2 separate regions of the Rattus norvegicus genome follow, and region 1 is linked to region 2. A link is a contact called in public Hi-C data. All regions are on one chromosome and are shown on one strand. Each heading gives the region's core, a stretch centred on a gene start, on an enhancer-like site or on the middle of the called end of the contact. The rest is flanking DNA. Distances are from core to core; before and after follow the strand shown.

The links. A called contact is a pair of places that touch in the nucleus more often than the background predicts.
Region 1: a Hi-C map of Schwann cells shows a contact between it and region 2, with 3 times the contacts expected there. The contact joins two enhancer-like sites. A contact is called at or near these places in 2 of 12 Hi-C or Micro-C datasets (Schwann cells and mammary epithelial cells).

Annotation. Positions count from the first base shown.
Region 1 is chr14:99,069,406-99,072,105 of GRCr8, forward strand. No RefSeq gene overlaps it. Among named protein-coding and RNA genes, the nearest start is that of Aftph, 56 kb to the right of the region's middle. Within about 2 kb of position 1,391, at least 2 of the 93 cell types and tissues checked have an H3K27ac peak or open chromatin away from gene starts, as enhancers often do. A contact at or near this core is called in Schwann cells, where this site is marked.
Region 2 is chr14:98,923,681-98,926,380 of GRCr8, forward strand. No RefSeq gene overlaps it. Among named protein-coding and RNA genes, the nearest start is that of Sertad2, 45 kb to the right of the region's middle. Within about 2 kb of position 1,286, at least 47 of the 93 cell types and tissues checked have an H3K27ac peak or open chromatin away from gene starts, as enhancers often do. A contact at or near this core is called in Schwann cells, where this site is marked.

The sequences.
Region 1 (2,700 bases), core at 141-2,640, 150 kb after region 2:
ACAGAATACTGACCCAGATGAATTATGATAAACATTGGCCAAGTGTTTACTGTGTGCCACAGGTGATGTGAATATCCCCACCCCTCATTTTATCGAATCTCTCTATAGTCCAAACCATCTTTAAACTTCTGACCCTCCTGCCCCAACTTCCTGAATTATGGGATCACAGCTGTGCACCACACCTGTGCAGACCCTTTTGTCCTGGACTTATCACCTCCTGGTGCAGGTGAATTATTATGCTGGCCCATGTGGTGTCACGAGTCCTGTAACTGGATTCGGCAGGGCTTTGCTCATTGCGATCTGTGGTCAAGATGAAGGAACATGGTGACTTTCTGTTGAGAAGCTACAGCACCAGGAGCTTGCCTGGTGCTCTGTGCAGGCATTTGTGGGGGTTCCTATTGGTCAATGTTCGATTTGGTGATCTGGACACAAAGTTTGTTCATCAGTCAATAGAGAACAAGGTGGAGGAAGGAGGGAGAGACTGCATAGGGTGGGTACAAAGACACTTTGGGGACATGGACATCTGAAGCAATGTCTAAAGTGGACACAGTGAGGTTGGGAAGGATAAATGTAAAACCTGCTTTCAGGTTTTAGAAACTCATCAATAGAAGTAGATGACAGTCTGACTCCAAGGCAGTTGGGGCGGGGGGTGTTGTTCTGCATGCGGTAAAGAGGCAGATTTGTCACCACTGGGGATAGAATTGTAGGCTATGTTAGACGTTTGAAATAGAATAAGCATGAAGCCCATGTCAGTGGTGAGGTGACACCTGGTCCAGCCTGGGGAACAGTTAAGAGGCACTCAGCCAATAGGATGGGATTCAGATAAGAACGCTGTATACAGAAGAAGACAGCATGGAAAGAAGACTGTGACAGTGACCTTCAGACAGAGGTTGGGGGTGTGCGTGGGGGGAGGATTAGGGTTATCCAACACTAGGGGACAGCTTGAAACCATAGGTTATGGCGAGACAGTGCTAGCAACAAAGCCGGGCATAGGTCCTGCCTCTGGATACAGATGTGCTCTTGCCTCAGGATATGGATGTTGCACACGTCAGTTTCCTTATTTATGCTTCAATTTCCTCGGCTATGAGCTTCAACTCCTTCTTGGCCCTTAATATTCTGCAGCAACAGAGAATTTCCTGTAACCATTCAGCCCCAGTATTAGCCTAGGCAGGACAACCCCCGGCTGCATGTGTCCCAGCTCTGATGCCTCTGGGGGGGGGGTGTTCCTGGGAGAGGTTTAGGGGAGCACTGAGCAGCTCATCTTTCAGCCCTAACAGACTCTAAAGTTACTTCTTCCTCAGTTTTCTTTTCCTTTGCTTGTGGGATCTACAAGCATACGTACTTGAGGTCAAATTCAGGACACTGTGAGTGTGAAACACGCTTGACTGAGAGCTGTTTTGACTCTATAGCCCTTTGTATTAGGGTTCTAGAATAGTAGAACATAAGAGAATGAATCTCTACATAAAGGGGATTTACTAGAATGACTTAAAGACTTCAATTGAGCTAATCCAACAATGGCTGTTTATGAATGGAAGTTCCAAGAATCTAGATGCAGCCAAGTTGACAATTAAAACGGCCATCACATTCCTGTCATGAAAATTTTCATCGTGGGTGGGGAGACCATGTAACATATACCTCCCTCCTTATAAGGTCCCAATGACAAAGCAGTTTGATTGCACCAGTTCTCCCCCTTGCCTTCCAAACACTTAATGAGTTTATTAGGGATATTTATAGGGCATTGGAGGAGGGGCCAATCACAGGAGCACAAATGATCCCAAAAAGGCCGCACTGCAACGTCTCCACCCAGTATGGATGATATCTTCCCCATGGCTGCATAGATGGAGCCCAATTCACCTCATCCTCCTCAGACTACAGCCCCAAGGCCATGTGTGGTTAGGACCAAGTTGCACACAAGTGGCTGGGTACTCAGTTGAGGGTCCCGTAACTCCCCATCCTCCACTCTGAGACTGACATAGTCAGCTCGAGCAGCTGTGATCAGTCGTAAACAGGCAGAGCTGAACTTTCGGACATAGTGGCTGGCAGGGAGGGGGGCAGATAGTGCTGTCCAGCAGCCCATTTTCTTCTATGCATGAAATACCAGAGACTTGAAGCATCTGTCACTGTAGGCCATACTTACCCAGCAACGAAGAGGCTGTCAAGTGGACACTGCAGGGTGCCACTGGCTGGCAGCCTGTCCTCTAGCAAATATGCAACTTTTTTTCTGGCAAATGTCTAAAATATAACATTCTAAAATTACCTTTGTCTTAGACTCACACGTTTTCACAGGTGTGGTTATTCTGTCTGCATGTATGCATGAGCAACTCACGTGTGCTTGGCCCTGGTACAGGTCAGAACAGGGCGTTGGATCCCTGGAACTGGAGTTTCAGACATTTGTGAGCCACCGTGTAGCTGCTGGAAACCAAACCCTGGTTCTCTTCAAGTGCCACACGTGTCCTTAACCATTGTACCATCTCTCTACCTACCTCCCAAATTACCTTTAAGGAGTTTTGTGCAAACGTTTTCTTGGAGGGGGTACTCCTATAAATTCTTTCTCAACATTCTGAAGATATGTTCTAATGAATCATGGGGATTTAAAAAATTTATTTATGTATATGAGTATGCTGTCTTCATGCACACCAGAAGAGGACATCAGATCCCATTACAGATGGTTGTGAGCCACCATGTGGTTGCTGGGGATTG
Region 2 (2,700 bases), core at 36-2,535:
CCCCACCCTTTGATTTTCTTGCACACCCACTTTTTATTATAAGCAAATACACCAGACAGTTTAGCTGGCTGTGACTTCCCTGTCGGCGAGGGCAGGACCTGGGTATAACCCTTGCAAATGGAATTCAGCATCCTTTGCAGGGGCAAAATGCTATAAAATCTTTGGTTGTTTCCAAGAGTCCTTGAGTTCTTCAGGATTTAGGACAGAGGAAAGAAAAGGCAATGCCGATGTGGCTAGCTGTAACAGAAAAAATGTAAGGAATTGGGTAAGTGAAGAGATAAAAATAAAAAAAGGGCAAGGGGGACGCTAAAGGCATCACTGAGAGTGGAGAAAGATCCTCAGGGTGGAGGGAGGGAAAAATGGTGTAACACGGTGCAAAGCCACAGACCCAGACCGTGTGTGTGTGTGTGTGTGTGTGTGTGTGTGTGTGTGTGTGAGAGAGAGAGAGAGAGAGAGAGAGAGAGAGAGAGAGACAGACAGACAGACAGACAGACAGACAGACAGAGACAGAGACAGAGAGAGACAGACAGACAGGCTGGCAGAATGGGGTCAGGAAGAGAGACTAAGTTGCAGAAATAGGCAGGCAGAGTGTAGAGAGGCGCCTGGGTGGGGGAATCCCAGAACAGGCCATTTTCAAAAATTCCAGTGGAAATTCCAACAACGACTCCACAAACACACACAAGACTGTGTAACGCACTGTGGAGGACAGAGGGAATTCTTTCGCACAGAGCTGAGAGACTGTACGTTTCACAGGTCCCAACTGTTCCGTAGAGACTTGGGCGAGCCAGGGACCCAGACGTTCGCGTCCTTTGCGGCTCCAGATCTTTTGGGTTATTGTTCTTCCTTCTCTGCCTCGCTGAGTGGGATCGGGTGGGGCTGCCTGTGCTTCGCTTGTGACTCTGATGAGGCTCTGTCTGCGGGGTCCGAGCCCCTTTTGCCCTTTCAGACTCTGGCTCTGAAGCCCGCGCCCCTCCTGCCCACGCCCCCTGCAGCTCACGCCCAGCCAGCCCACGCCCCTTGCAGTCCGCCGGCCTCCTGCCCACGCCCCCTGCAGTTGGCACCCCTTCTAGCGACAACCATTGCAGCCCGCGTCACTCCTGCCCCGGTCCTCTGCAGCCAGCGCCCCCTGAAGCTCTCATCTCTCCCTCCCGCCCATGCCCCACGCAGCCCACACTCCTCCTGCTCGCTCCCCCTTCAGCTGGAGCCCCTTGCCGACTTGAGAGGAGCAGAGCTTGCTACTCCGTGGCTTCCCTAGGATCATGAGCTGCAGGAGGGACCCTGTGACGCATCCTCCTGGCATTAGAACACATCACCTTCTATTTATAGCCACCCCTCCAACTGCAAACCTAGCCTGCCCTGGCTTCCTCGTCGTACATGAAAATTCTCATCAAGGACCAAAGATTCCAACCTTCCGCAGTAGGAATTCTGTGCTACCCGTTCTTCTAGTTCCAAATAGTAACTCTGCGGGTCTAATGGTTTCTCTGACGCAGGGAATCCCTAATCTTCTAAAGCTTTAAACCTACACGATTTTATTTTTACATGTGTTCAAAACATTTCTAGTGAAGTCGATCCGTCTCTCGCAAGTTCATGAAATATTCTCTAAGAATTTAATCGGGTCAAGCAAGCCCTAAACTGGCTGAATTTTGGGGGAAAGATGGTTCTAGCTGGTTTTCCGAATCTGCTAAAATCTAAGGATTCTAAACGTAACATACATTTGGGAGAAGGGACACTGTTACATATTTCAAACGAAGGGAATTTTTTTTTTAATTGTGGCTTTTAGATACTGATTTTATACTTTTGCATGTTCACTATTCCTGTAATTATAAGTGGTTATAAATAATTCCTACCTAGTCACATTGAAGTTTGCAGTAACTAAAACTGAATTTTTAAGGTTGTAATTCACTTCTCATAATTCTGCCGTTTTCCCCATCAATCTAAAGAGGAAGCCTGACCAAGACTTGGCTTCTCAGTTTCCAGCACCCCACATGGCAGCCCACAACCATTTTTTTTTTCTTCCGGAGCTGGGGACCGAACCCAGGGCGCTCTACCGCTGAGCTAAATCCCCAACAGCCCACAACCATTTACAACTCCAATTCAATCTGACACCCTCTCTGGTTTCCTTAGACGCTGGCCATGCACATACATACATGAACACCAAACACTCATACACGACAAAAAAAAAATTTAGCTTTTAAAAAAGTACGTATGCATGGAGTAGCAATCCCACTACAGATTTCCTCAGCCGAGCGCATGTGAACTCATGTCAGTTGCAGTGTTTTTATCCTAGGAGCCAACTAGAAGCAATGCAAATGTTCTGTATCACGGTGCATCCCATTATGGTTTCTTTCGTAGGCCTGAAGAGTAAGGCCACTCCTTCAGTACTAATGTGGAAGTGACTCGGAAATGCAGCTTTAAGAAAAGTACAGAAACTGCTTGCTGCACACACGTCTGTGGTTTCAGGTAGTCAAGAGGCGGAGGCAAGTACACGAGAGCCCCGGTGGTTTGGTTTTTTTCAAGACGGGGTTTCTCTGTGTAACCCTGGCTGTCCTGTAACTTACTCTGTAGACCAGGCTAGCCTCGGATCTCACGAATACTGGGACTAAAGGCATCCACCACCACTTCCCAGCATTGTTTACTGTTTTGTTTTTTCTTTTTCATTTTCTTTTTTTTTTTTTTTTTTGGTTCTTTTTTTCGGAGCTG